Linked DNA regions of Mus musculus: region 1 is linked to region 2. Evidence: chromatin contacts called from public Micro-C data. All regions are on one chromosome and are shown on one strand. The core of a region is the stretch at or near the end of the contact, and the rest is flanking DNA. Distances in the headings are between cores, read along the strand shown.

What was found. Hi-C and Micro-C count contacts between places; a contact is called where the count stands out from the background.
Region 1: a Micro-C map of embryonic stem cells shows a contact between it and region 2, with 2.3 times the contacts expected there. The contact joins the promoter of Zfp385b here to the enhancer-like site in region 2. A contact is called at or near these places in 2 of 39 promoter capture datasets (both in the 3T3-L1 cell line), 1 of 484 Hi-C or Micro-C datasets (embryonic stem cells) and 1 of 115 datasets of contacts at active chromatin or transcription factors (embryonic stem cells).

Annotation. Positions count from the first base shown.
Region 1 is chr2:77,812,761-77,819,569 of GRCm38.p6, forward strand. It overlaps Zfp385b (zinc finger protein 385B), which reads right to left and starts at 4,056. Exons shown (of 10, transcript NM_178723.6): 1 at 3,792-4,056.
Region 2 is chr2:77,409,242-77,416,545 of GRCm38.p6, forward strand. Zfp385b (zinc finger protein 385B) reads right to left here. Exons shown (of 10, transcript NM_178723.6): 7 at 6,489-6,734; 8 at 5,332-5,510; 9 at 4,713-4,814; 10 at 1,381-2,899. The coding sequence ends at 2,684. Among named protein-coding and RNA genes, the nearest start is that of Gm13944, 50 kb to the right of the region's middle. Within about 2 kb of position 2,555, at least 9 of the 459 cell types and tissues checked have an H3K27ac peak or open chromatin away from gene starts, as enhancers often do. A contact at or near this core is called in embryonic stem cells, where this site is marked.

The DNA of each region.
Region 1 (6,809 bases), core at 2,806-5,305, 410 kb after region 2:
CATTTAATAAGGTTTTTGAATGGTTTATGTGCATATTCAAGTTTATGAAGCACGGGCTCTACTATAAGAACGGAGCTGAAGTGTTTAAATAATATAAGTTAAATAAGGTGAGACTACAGAACCAGGAAGAACGTAATCCACCTAGTTAATTTATCTACTGGCTTGCCACCAGAGGCCAGGACCTGGGTTAGGTATTTCAGGGAGTGAGGAACTAAGGTTGGGTTAGGTGCCCTTGAGTACCACAGCACCCTTGAGTACAGTGTGGGGAAAACACATAACAGACTTCACTTCTGAGAAGTGAAATCCAAGGTAATAGAACTTGGGGAGAGTCAAAGCCATAGTTCAAAGGGAGATCACGACTCTCAGACAGGGGTACATGGCAACAGGGAGAAGAGAGGTCTGCTCCAGGCAGAGGGGGACTGCATGAGCACAGAGGAGCAGTGCAGAGGCATGCTGTGTGTTGAGAGAAAGCCACTGACTTCAGCACAGGGCAAGTCAGACTGTTGCCAGGAAGCACCGGACTGCACTTCAGAGGGCTAAACAGAGGCAGCCCAAGCCAGTAGGATTCCTGGGGCCCTGTTTATACCATGTAGGACTCCATTTTAGCAGTAGATTCCAACATTATTTTCTCAGTATATCACTGAACATCGGCAGATGTTTATAAGAGTCTCAGCCAAGGCTGTGGCTAGCACACGGCAGATTCACTCAATAAACGAGTCAATGAGGTCAGAGTACAGCTCACCAGCAGAGGACCTCGCTCTTAGAGCAGAGGTATACGCTACGGGGGCATTACAGAAGCGTTGACCAGTGAGGAAGTTTTCCTACGGCTTAGCCTCCAAAAGCAAGCATGAAATTCACTAGGAATGGAAGAGACAAGAGATGGCAAGTGAGTCCAGAAGCCAGCGTGGTAACATCTAGAAAAACGGAGGCAGACACGCTGTGGATAAGAAAGTGATGCTGTCAAGAGGCCTTGTGGAGACGGAAATGGTGGGACTGTCTGTGCACTGCATGTGGAAAGCAATGGTATGGGAGGAGGAGGCTCTGGGTGCTTGGGAGAATTGTGGAAACTGACACCAAGGCGCCCCTGCTCATTTAAAAGAAAGACAGTGATTAGAGTTTATGCTTAGATTTAGAAAGCAGGTGGTGGACTTGAGGCACCTGAGAGCAATGCAAGGCCTTCAAAGGGTTTCACAGGGCAAATATGATGTCTGGGAGGGAAAGCAAAAGTATGTCATCTTAAGAAGAAATGATCTAAATTAATAAAGGACAACACCAGATGAAATCTACAAAATGCAAAAGGAAGATAACCCAAAAAGTAAAGAAAACTAAGAGAAACCCATAGAGGAAGAACAGAAGGAGGTGGGGAAGGGAGAGGAAGAGAAGGAGGGGGAGAGAGAAAGAGAGAGGGAGAGAGAGAGACTATGAAGAATAGAAGATCATACTAAGATCTATGTGGAACAAGAGACAGAAATGGAGAAATGGTGATAGCAACAGTAATAAAATAGTGTGCAGAGGGGACAACAATAACAAAACCAAGCAAACAGAAGGCAGGGAAGTTCAGCATGCGTTGTCCTTTAGATCTAAGTAGAAGCTTGAAAGCCTTAGAAAGCCAATTTAGCTCTTTGTTTCCATGAACAAAGATTTTTCACATGAATTCACTCCTGTGATATGTTAGTTAATTGTTCTTTTTAACTATATATAATATATAATGATATGATATGTAAGCTTAATTAATATAAAATATCATATTCACATATGTCATTGGGCAGTAGCATCTTCAAACTCAGATGGAAGAAAAAGAAAACAGAGTTGGGATGTCTTGTTTATGGTACCCGACAGCACCCAGCATCATTCTATGTAGCTTTTCATCTCTAAGAGATGTTTGCTTTGATAGATCCTCTCTACTCCCAGAGCCAGGACATTCGATCATCATACAATAGTCCCACTCTGGAAGAAGGATCTTCCAACTGCTGTCAGCTCTCATTATCTGCTGTGCTTGGGTGCCAGGCACTAACCACACTTCTGTCTCTAATTTGACTGAGATGGAAATGCCTCCGTTTGGTTTCTTTCTGCCTCAGTCCAAAGAGACAGGCTGTTTTCTTTGGTCCTGGGAATCTATATACTGTTAAAATGCTGTAAGCTATCAACATTGTTTTTCTTTCCCTTAATGTCAATGGATTCTAATGCTTATAGAGCTCCTTTTCAATGATTTACCTAATAACCATAACATAATATTATGCAAATGAGATGCTTCAGGGATGATACTGCACCACACTGATACCTACCACCAGCACTATTCCAGCAAGGGCGGCGATCCTCCCCTGTTTGGGAGAGTTCACCTTTCCAAAAGCATTTACTACAAATGCGCCCACGAGAGGTCAAGGAGACGGACAAGAACAGCTTATTTGATTTGTGGTTTCACCTTAAACCTCCTCAAATCACTTTCAGAAACAAGTAAAGGTGTAAACGATAAATCCGCAAAAACTTGATTACTGAAAAATACAGAATCCGAGCAAGCAAGGCTTTGAGCACATAAACATATTTTCACCTTCCATATCTTAAGTAGCCAAACCTACAAGCCGGTATTTTACATTCTAAGGACATTCAACTATGACAGGAAAGGACAACCCGTATCAAAGCATGCATGACATTAAAATAAGATTGAAGGATTCTGGAAACAGGCAAAAGCAGACCCTGAAACACTAAAGGGAGTTATCTGGAGCCTAAATGTTTGAGATGCTGCACAGTAACTTTCTGGAAAACTGCCTCTTCATTTAATAAATATATTTCTCAGTCCTTCCCAAGCTGTATGGACGCTGCCAGTCTACCCGACAACACAAATGTTTTTGCCCCATTTGGAGCATCTATTTTGCCTATATTTTGCTTCATTGTGACAAAGTTTGCAATAGCCTCTGTGTGCTGCTCATCAGATAAGCAAAACCGGAGAGAACCGCCAACCTCCTTTCTAGATGAAAATGTTTCCAAATCCAGGAACTTTTGAGGTCATTCCAAAATTATTTGTGCTCATGGGGGCGGGGGCATTTTCTTTTCCTTGAAGGACCCAGGACACTCGCCATCTGAGTGATCTCCAGAGCCATAGGAAGCAAAGCATGAGAGACCTCCGTCTAGTCTTCTCCTCATCCCAAGGCCAGCACACAGCAGAGGCAAAGCAGATGGTCCTCCCCCTCCCGTTTCTCTCCTCCCTTCCGCTGTCCCGCAGAGTCCTCCCACCCTGAGCTGACACCTTCACCAGCTCTTGCTAACCCAGGCTGCCCTTCCCAGCTCCCAACAAGTGCAAACTTTGAGCATCTGCTCTCGAGCCGCACCATTCACCTTTCTGCTGGTCTTTTCTCTGCAGAATGCCCTTGGGACCCTAAGCTTCCACAGTCATCCTGCCCTCACACCTCGGTACCCAAATTATTCATTTCCCTCTGGCAAAAAGGGAGTCTGCAAAACCCCCCGGAGTTCCCGGGAGGGGAGAGGCACTGCCACTGACCCCCTGCGAGGCTTTCCTTGTCCCCCCCGTCTATCTCTATGCTCCCTTCCCACCCTGGCTTCTCCGAGCCCACCCTGGGGACTCCTTGCCCGACGAACTCCTACGTCCTACTCCTACGTCCTACTCCTTGACTCGAGGGGCTAGGGGGAGCCTCGACTCTGCGGCCGGGGCAGCGGCCAGGCGCCTGCCTCTACAAGTGGGGCGGCGGGACGCAGCGCAAACTCCGTCCCTCGCCTGGGCGGAGGCGGTGGGGAGAGGCGCGGACGCGGCGCGGGGCTGCTCGCCCCAGGCTTACCTCTGCGCGCGGGCGGCGGGCGGCGGGCGCGCGGGGCAGCCGCTCCTGAGGCCGGGGGGATGTGGCCGGCGCCTGGGAGGCGGCGCTCCCGCCAGGGCTGCGCTGGAGCTCCGCGCAGACGCTCTCCCGCGGTCTGCGGCAGCCCGGGGCGGTGGCACCGGCGACAGCTCTGCGCCGCGGGCCCCCGGAACTGTCCGACCCAGCGGGAGCGCGGGCTGAGCGGCCGCTCGCGGTCTCCACGCTCGGCGCCTGCGCGCCTGGCCTCGCCCAGGTGAGGGGCGTGTGCCGAGTCCGCGCGGGCCACGGGGACAGGCGTGAGGACCTGCGAGGCGCTCGGCGCGGGATGCTGCGGCTGGGGTGGGGAACGCCGTGGAGACGCCCCGGGGGCGGCGCAGCCTGGAAGGCCGCCTGGTCACCGGGTCCCACGCGCCCCTCAGCCTCCAGCAGGGGTCGGGGGTGGGGGGATTCCCCAAGGCGGGACGCAAACCTCGCGCGCGCGGGGGCCGACGTGTCACCTACTGGCCGAGCGGACTAAAACTCTTCTTGGAGATGCTCGCCACCAAGTATGGGCTCTGCCCCCGCGTGCAGCTCCCGGCTGGCGGGCGACACAGATCAGCCTCCGCGGGGACCCAGGGCTTCGCAGCCCAGCAAGGACCTGCGAGGCTCGTGCGCAGGGGAGGGGCTCGCCTGCTCCTACTGCCAGACCTCGCTGATTGAAGTTTCAAAAACTAAACCGTGTCAGGGGTTCCCCCGGTGTAAGCCATCTTCTGAAAATAGTGTAGACACAGCCAGGGCGCTTATTTCTGCGACGGAGAGCACTTCAAAGAAAACACTGGGGGGAAGGAAACATAATTTGAAGGGCTCAGTCTTCTAAGATGACTTCTTCGGGAAGAAATTCAAGAGTAACAAATGACAAGGGAACTGTGGAAGGCAGCAAAGACTGAAAAAAAAAAACAGATGACTCGACTTTAAAATATTTTTCTTTGGATCTTGTCTTAGATGATTGACACAAAGGCCATAAATAATTAATCCGGCAGCTGTTAATGTCTTGGCATAGTGTCCGGAGTAAATATCTTCGAGTCCAGCCAAAGCTAGTGCTGCTTCCGGGGTGGGTTTGAGATCTGATGAATGCACACTCACTGCATTCTGGAGCCTTCCGAAGGAGCAGCTTGCTTTTTTTTTTAAATCCACCTTGGAATGTCAGCTTATTGCAGGCGCCAGCACCTGAGGTAACCAGCGTGAGAAGGGACATTAATCTGACTGATGGTCTTTATATTTTTAGAATCCAAACATCTTCTAGCTGGCCTGGCTCGCTCTACTAAATACAGACCCAAACTGGTATGTTTATTATTACTGCTACCTCTATTCAAAATAACTACGGGAGGCAAGCTGCAAAATTCATAACCCCAAAAAGAACATGAAGAACTGTAATTGTTTGTAGAGTCCCTTTTTAAAGTTATAGCCGTAACATATCTTCCTGCCCATGAAGGTTATATTGAAAGTAAGCATTTTATGAGTCCTGAGAATGGAGTTCTGGCAAACGGAGAGCAGCAGGAAATTCTATGATCAAGGCATCCAGCTTCCAGGCCCTTGCACTTGAGAGTTGAAAGCAGCGAGGTTGCCTTAGCCAATACTACCGACCACAAGAATTAGCACTCCCAGAAATCTAAGGTGCAGGGGGTGAGGGTGCTTCGGAGGCCTCCACCCAACACTTTTAACTGTTCTTGGAGGGGAAGAAAATGAGCAAGCCCTATGGACTGAACACCTGTGAGAAGTGTTCCCCATGGCTTGCACAGTTTAGCAGGATTTGCAGTTTTTATGTCCTGCAATCTGCAACTACATCCTCCTCTCCTCTCTGTCTATTTTTAATCACTTATAGCTGAGATGTATGGTAGAAAATAATTTGAGGGTTGCAATTCCTAACAATAGCTGAAAGAAGCATAAAATATTTGCAGACGAGTCTCAAATTATTTTTAACCTGTGACCTAAGAGATAAAGAACTATGTCTTTCATGTCCCTTAACCAAGGCAGAATAGCGGCTTCTGGAAGCTCACACCCCAAAACAATCGGTACACTTTCCCAGAAAATACACTTCAATATAGAAACAACTATAAACTAAGAGATATATAGGGAAAATTAAATTAAACCGAAGCTTCTCTTCGAAAGTATGATCGTCTATTGGCAAATCTGGTTCTTTAGCCCACCTGACCTTTTAAAACCATTGTTCAGTAACAAGATCTGCCACCCTAAACTAGGAGCGTCCAGATAGTAACACACCAGGCTAGCACATCATGCAGGCACCCCTCACTGGCAGGAAAGAGCAGAAAGAGGTTCATTTAAGTCTTGCCCCTACGTGTGTTTATGAGGTAAGTGGTTCCTAAGTATTCCCTGAAAATCATACTAAATGCAGTCTAACTCCTTCCCAGCAATCTTGTTAATCCTCTTGCCCATTGGATACTAGTGGTAAACAGGCCATCAACAGATTTGAAAGCTTTAGAAATCACTTGGTTTTATGATGCAATAGCACATGTGAATTTGCACATGGTACATTATCTTATAAAACAAGCTCTGGTTAACATTATATATTTCTTTGCAGCCATCATTGAGACTCCATTCTTGGGAACATACTTTGAAAGCCACTTTGTCAAGGAACATAAAGCCAGAATCTAAACTTTAGCTATAGCTTTACAGCTTAGGACTTCCATTCTATGGTACACGACTGATAACAACACCCTGACTCAATGCAATTCTGGAAAGTCACGATACACAGAAATCACATAAAAGCACAAGGCACCATTGATTGATGGGTATATATCTCACTCATGTTTCTCATTTCCCTCATTGCCTGTCTGGGTGCTACGCAACCCTTCACAGTGTTTTAGAAATCCTATTTCACTTTCCCAACAGTCTCCACTAGGAAGCCTCGGTGATTACCTTGGAATGGCTCCACTGCTCCGTGATGAAGAAAGAAGAGTTTCCCCAGGGAAGGCTTGAGTTCTGACCATGCACTTAACTAGC
Region 2 (7,304 bases), core at 1,305-3,804:
ATTCCAACCCATGTCTCCATTTTAAAGAATAACAGGGTTTGGGCTCAGGGTCTGAAGACAGAAGATCTATAAATAGTTTTGTTACCATTTTTTCCCCTCAAAATTGTACAACGGTGTGACAGGTGGCACATTCTTTGCTCTTGTTTTTATTTATGAACTGAAGTCTAATGGTCCTCACTTTAATCTAGATGGGTTTAGTGTTTTTGTTTGTTTTTGTTTTTTGTTTTTGATGAGTAGTAACATGCCATGATTCATAAAGAAGCCTTTAATTCCTAGCCAGGTATCTCAAAATGCGCCTTGTAAGTGTCTGATTCAACTGGAAAGATTTGCACGGCCACACATACATATTCTGCTGAACTTGTTCAGTAGTGTCCAAGCTAGTCATTTCCACAGTGATGTTCAGGCCAGTGAAATTATCTGGGTAGCCCCAGCTCCAGCCCCAACCCATCCTTAGCCCATCGCCATCCCCTTCCCCCCCCAAGCCCAGGCCCTATCCAGCCTCAGCCCAGCCCAGCCCCAGCCCAGCCCCTCCCCAGCCCCAGCCCAGCCTCTCTCCCAGCCCCAGCCCAGCCTCTCTCCCAGCCCCAGCCCAGCCTCTCTCCCAGCCCCAGCCCTGCCCCTCCCCGTCCTCAGCCTAGCCCCAGTCCCAGTCCCAGTCGTCCCAGTCCCAGTCCCAGCCCCAGCCCCAGCCCCAGCCCCAGCCCCAGCCCCAGCCTAGCCCAGTCCCAGTCCAGACCCTGTCCAGACCCAGCCTCAGCCTAGCCCAGACCCAGCTCCTGGCAGATTATGACCAAGGAAACTCTGATGATCCCCAAGGGAACAGAAGCACAACCCAGACAAATGCCCTCTAGAATTATCAGCCTGTGAAATCCTGATGTAACAAAATGGTTGTTATTTTAGGTTACAGTTTTAGCTGGCAAGGAAGCAAATAGCTCATCAGAATAAATAGCGATGCATTAAACGTTATGCTTTAAAAGTGACATAATGAGTTGTCCTGACTGGAGGGAGGGGCCGTGCCCCTCCATGGCCCTATAACCATGGTCCATAAATGTCACTGACAGGGATAAAAAATGAACTGGAGATTTAAAGGACCTGCACAAAGTCCTAAGAAACCAGAGTCACAGGTTTTCGCAGGCTGCTACCATTTTGGATAATGTTACTACTTTGGTCCATCTTCTCAGACAGTCGGGGAGAAGGTGGTGGATAAACCTACCTTCACACAGACTCTGTGAACAGCAATGAATAAACATGACAATTAAGAACACTTGCAAAAGTGGGAAATATGTAAGAGGCAATCCTCCTCCCTGTTTGACAGCTCTCAACAGGTAATGTGAAATTACAGGAGTCTCCTGAGAAAAGACGGCAGGAAACACCAGCAGATTTTTTTTTTTTGGTACTTTTATTGAAAAGGTACATTTAAAAAAATACACAGACATTTTACCATTTACAGATTGCAGATATAGGCCCTCTAAAAGAGTTCACTCTATGTTGTTGTTTTATGATACCTCTTGCCCCTGATATCACAACATTCCAGTCTTCTTAACAACAGGTTTTTTTTTTGGGGGGGGGCTACTAGGGGGGAGGGGAAGCATGGTCACATGACCTGCGACACAGTCATTGAACAGAAAGACAGATTGTTCAATTTATAAATTATATATCTTCTGTACATTATTGCATCAGGGAGCCACAGAGTTATGTAGCATTGTTACCAATGGAAAACAGAAGTTTAAAGTGAAGACCATTATGTAGAAATACACGGATTCACTGTCTTCTTGCAGATGCACAGAAGGTGCAAAAATGTGCAATTTAGGAAGCTCTTTTTGTTTTTTTGTTTTTGTTTGTTTTTTTTTTTTTGTTTGTTTGTCTTTTTTGTATACATTTGCTTAGCAACTCAAACCAGTGAGGATGCTACAAAAATAAGTTAAAAACAAAAATAGCAAACAGGTAGTAATTATAGCTATGTTATATGGCTTTCTATTTCGTTTAAATATCTCCAAATAAAACATGAAATAAAGAAAATACATTATCTTTTGTTCTCTTAAAGAGAAAAAATTTCAAAGCTACTTTGCTTCCTAACAATTACACAGCAATGAAAAAAAAAGTTTAATTCAACGAGGGTTACGATCTAGTACTACGCAGGGTACAACAGTACTCGGGTCTAGAACAGTACACAATCCCTGTGGACACTAGTACACCAGAAAAGAAAAAAAAAAAAACCGCCATGAGCCGTGGGGAGGATGGTATCCACAATTAAGCACTTGCGATGGACTTTTGTTCCACACTAGAATATGCCCGCTTGGATTCTGGAGTTATTTACAGACATCCGAGGAAGAGCCTACTGTTCAAGTCTGTCAGGAAGAGATTCTATTTTGTTTCTAAGCCAGATCATTACGCCATGGGAACACACAAGGTCGGTTTTCTTTCTCTGATCAATATATTTCCAAGAAACTTAAGTATCTCAAATACACCAATTGGCTGGGGTAGGATGGAGAGGGCACCGGAAGAGACGCGCCCTTGAGCCTGGCCTCCTTTTGTCCCTGGAGGTGGGGCTGGGCGGTGGCCTGCACTTTGTGAGTGGGTGGGTGGGGTACTTACAGTCACACACAGGGCTTATACTGCTGAATCCTTTGGGCTTTTCTTCTACACCTTCCCACTGGCCTGGCCTGTCGCGGGCTCTGGGTGTTTAGTAAGGGGCAAAGAGGATGGAGGCGGGCGTGGCCCGGATGGGCCCGTGGCCAGGCCTCAGCAGCGCAGGAGGGATGGCTGCAGCCTGGAACAGAGAGGCGGATGGCCGAGGTGGCAGTGACAGCGCAGAGGACACGGCTGCGGCCGCCAGGGGTGAAGACAGGAACGTAGGGGCCAGAGGCTTCATCAGATCTTTCTGGAATGCAAGCTTTGCCTAAAGACGGGACGAAAACCAGAAAGGGGTGACAATACTGTTTACAGCACCACAGAGATTTTCCCTAAGAGCCAATGCATTGGATTTTCAACATCTTGACTTTAAGAAGTCATGAAATGATGGCTGTCACTGGGCTCCGGGGCTCTGTGTGTGACTTGATTTTTTGATACTTCAGCTCTTGTCTCCGGAGAGACACCTAGAAGGTTCCTGCTTAGCAACCAGAGCAACTCAAAAGCCACGTGACCCAGAGAGGCGTATGCTGCCTACGCTGGCCTTGAACTTGTCTTCGGATGCGTCCTAACATCCAACACGCTCAGTTTGGGGTTTTCACGTCTCTTAGACACACTGTATTGAGGTTAGGCAATTGAGGGATAGAACATTAGGGACCCAGGAGATGGGAACATAAAACCAATTTGTACTTCTGTACTGTCCACGTGATGAGCATTCTCTGAAAAAAAAAAAAACCCAAATTCCAGCTAAATCAGATCCTGTGCTTGACAGTGACTGTCAGTGGGCTAGAAACCTTCTCTACTTAAAGGAACCCCAGTGTGGATGCTTCCCAGGAAGAAATCAATTCTACATGTCTGTCTTTTGCAATCAGCAGGGGCTGTGCGGCAAACTGCTTAATACAGGCACCACCTGCTTGCCGCATCCACTGGTACCTTAGAAGGTAATCTAAAATCCCCTCCAGCAGGCCGAGCTCAGGTCCACCTCAGACTGAAGACCATGTTAGACCCAGCCCCAGGGACACTGTGAATCCATCCATCTGTGTAGTTATATGATACTTGTTGCTGAAGTCCCTAGGTGTTTGTGTAAGGGACTGAAAACAGGACATATTGAGAGCAGGTGGGACAGGCTGACTACCAACATGCGCAGAACGAGCAATAGGAACATGTTCATATATCCATACAAACACATACCAGAAAATGGGGAGATACTAACTCTATGGATTTTTGTCACAAAAGTAACCTCACGTTCCAAGTCTGAAACTTCCCAGAATTCCTCAGACATCATTTGTTCTTATTTTAGGCTTTCAGCTTTCTTTCTTTCTTTTTTTTTTGTTGTTGTTTTTTGTTTGTTTGTTTTGTTTTGTTTGTTTTTTTTCTTACAGAAGGTCATCTTTGACATAAGCTCTTAAAGTATATATTTTTTCATTTTAATTGTGTGTGTGTGTGAGAGAGAGAGTAGATGCCTCCAATGTTCAAGTGTCAGATCCCCTGGAGCTGCTGTAAGCTGCTTGCCCTGAGTGCTGGGAACCAAAGTTGAGTCCCCTGCAAGCTTCTAACCCTCTCTCCAGCCCCGAGACACTGTCTTTTCAAGAGGCTCCACTTTGCTGTTCTAAGGTACCCTGTAGCTGGAATTAAGCACCTCATTCTAACCTCTAATCTCTGGACCTGTTGGAGATGGCTCAGCAGGTAGAGGCACCTCCTGCCTACCCTGACATGGCTCTGTGGATACATGTGCCTGCAGCCAGGTCTCACAGACAGAATTTGATCCCCCGGACCCTCAAGATGGAAGAAGAGAACTAACTCCCCCAAGCTCTCCTCTGATCTCCACACAGGCACCACCGTGGATCAAGACCTTCTCTCCCGTGAATTCTTTAGCTTTATGGTAGAACTCTTGCTTGGGAGGTAGGAAGTTCTGCATTAGATCCCTAGCCCAGCCAATTAAATGATAAACAAACAAACAAACAAACAGAATTAATCACTTCCAGAGTCTAGTGCCCACTTGTCCCTAGAGGCTCTCCTGCTGACCACCATCCAACCCAGCCAGGGTGCCCCACAAGGCAGGGTGGGGGCAGGAGGGAACTTACAGCTAAGATGCTTGGGCTCCGCTGCAGCTTGTTGTAGGGGCTGTATTTCGGCTTCAGCGGTTTTCCTGCCACGCGGTCTTTATGCCTTCGGCTTGAAATGTGCTGAAAGAAGTATGTCGCATTAGCTGACTCTTTGTTTGTTTCCTAGACAAGGATAGCTGATTTCTCCATTCCCACCTTCTAAGGTGGGTTGGGTACCAAAACAGACAAACAAACAAACAAACAAACAAACAAACTTTCTGTTCCCCTACAGAGAGGACGTTTCCTTCTAGCCCAATGTCCCTGTCCTTGTGATGTTCTTGAGTTTTATCAGATACCCCCTGGATTGCCACAGTTACCACTAAGCCTGTCTTCTGATGCACTGCACTCCCTTGGGAACATGGTGCACATCTGTCTGTCTGTCTGTCTGTCTGTCTGTCTCTAGCACTGGGGCTGGAAGCTGAGAAGTACGAAGTGTAGGCTCAGCTACTGGGCGATGATCTCTTCAACACAGCACTTGCATGTTGCAGATTGTTGCCTATTAACTTTAACCTTGAGCACACAGAGAACCATTTATAGACGAGGAGCCATAGACAGACAGTGGTGACATAATGGCTAGGCTTGGTCTGGGCTACTTTACCTGTTTGAGTTGAATCTCTGAGTTCACGTGAACATCACAGATCTCACAATGAAACATTTTGTTCTGTAGTCCTGAGCCCTTACTGCCGTTCTGCACCTTTAATCTTGACCCAGGTCTTGGATAGGACTTAATTGGACCAGCTCCATTACGAGCCTCAACCATGGTCTTGTGTTTAGATCCTAGGAAGAGAGAAGTATATATTTAGCAGCTATTGAAGAACTCCGCGTGTGGGTGTGGGGTGGAGGTGGAGTTCAGTTGGGGGAGTGTTTGCGCAGATGTGTGAAGGCCTGCGATTGAGCTCTGGCAGTTCATTTTCTCTGCTTGGCGCGTGTATGCCTGTGAGGCCAGTACTTATAAAGTGGAGGTAGAAGGTCAGGGTTATCATCTGTGCAGCAAATCCAAAGCCAGACAGTGCTGCCCTAGGCCCTACCTAAATAAGACAAACAGAGAAATGAACGACAGGAAGCCCTTCACCTTAGTTTTCTTCCCTTCTTTCCCCTCCGCTCCTCTGTCACTTTCTCTCCCTCCCCTCCTCTCTCCTTCTCCCTTCCCTCCACTTCCTTTCTTCCTCCTACTTTTCTTTGAGGCAGGGTCTTACTATGTATCCAAGGCTGGCCTTGAACTCACCTTGCAGCCCTTGCTAGCCTCAAACTTGTGATTCTCCTGCCCGAGCCTCCTGAGTGCTAGAATTAATGGGCACACACCACCATGTCCGGCCCAGGTACGTTTTCTTTCCATTAATTTTAATATCTGAGTAATATATATTATATCACATTGGGCTACTATAGTGTATTCTGAATTTCATTACTGATGGACTTTTATGTTGTTTTCACACACACACACACACACACACACACACACACACACACACACACACATATTTTTTCTCTTATGAGTGTGTATAAGTGACCACTATACATAAATCTTTGGCTCTATCTCCAGTACTTTGTCAAAATGATTTTTGGTCAGTATTAGATGCTTTTTAATGAAATAAAGAATGAGTTAGTCTCCACACTACTCTTGCTTTGTATTTTACAGTAATTATGACCATACTTTCCTAAAATCACGGGGAGGGAGGAACAATAGATGTGATATTTTGCTGGGAAGAGTTGGGTTTAGTTATCAACATTATTTAGACGACAAAGATGGCAGCTGACCTGTGTTGTGAGCCTCCAGCTGTGACAGGGAGTTCACAGCCACCTTGCATAGTGAGCAGTAGAGTAATTTTTTGGCTTTTTCTTCTTCTGACTCAGCAACAGACCCTGGAGCGCCGTTTGTGCTCTTGGAGGGAGAAGCGATGGCTCCAAGTGGCAGGGGTGTTGTGCCAGATTTGAGGAGAAAGGAGCCTCCTTCGGAGCCTGAGGGCTGACTGGAACTGGTGGCTTTTATCTTCCCTTTGTCTTCTAAGGACGACACAGAGGTGTTAGTAAAGGCTCCTATACCATGCAGGCCAGAATGAGAAACAGGAATATGATCTGCATACCAAATAGATAATCCAACATCTGTTCTTTTAAAGTTTAGCACAGATTTTATCTTGCAGAGCTTTACTTAAACAAAAGTCCATCCCATCCCATTAGTTCCCATTAGTTTCCACAGCAGGTCACCCTAAAATCATGGTGATCTATGAAGCATGACTTTGCCTCCCATTTAATGTAGGTGACTTTTCAAAAATCCTTGAGTTGTAAGCCATACCTTAGGGAAGGCTTTACTATAACAAAATCAGCTACTCTTCAACGCGATGACAAGACAAGATGGCACCATGAGAGAGGTCATTAGCCCATGTTGGCTTCAGCTGACAACTTATGTCTTAGTTATGGCATGGGTATGATGTCAAAATTTAACTCTGATACCAAGTCAATATTTTACCTTTGGGTGTGTAGGTAGAAGGAAGGGAAGAAACATGGCTAACTGTGGTTATGATCAGTTAAGTTTGTCCATCCTGCCTTTTCAATGGGACCGCACCTTATCCAAAG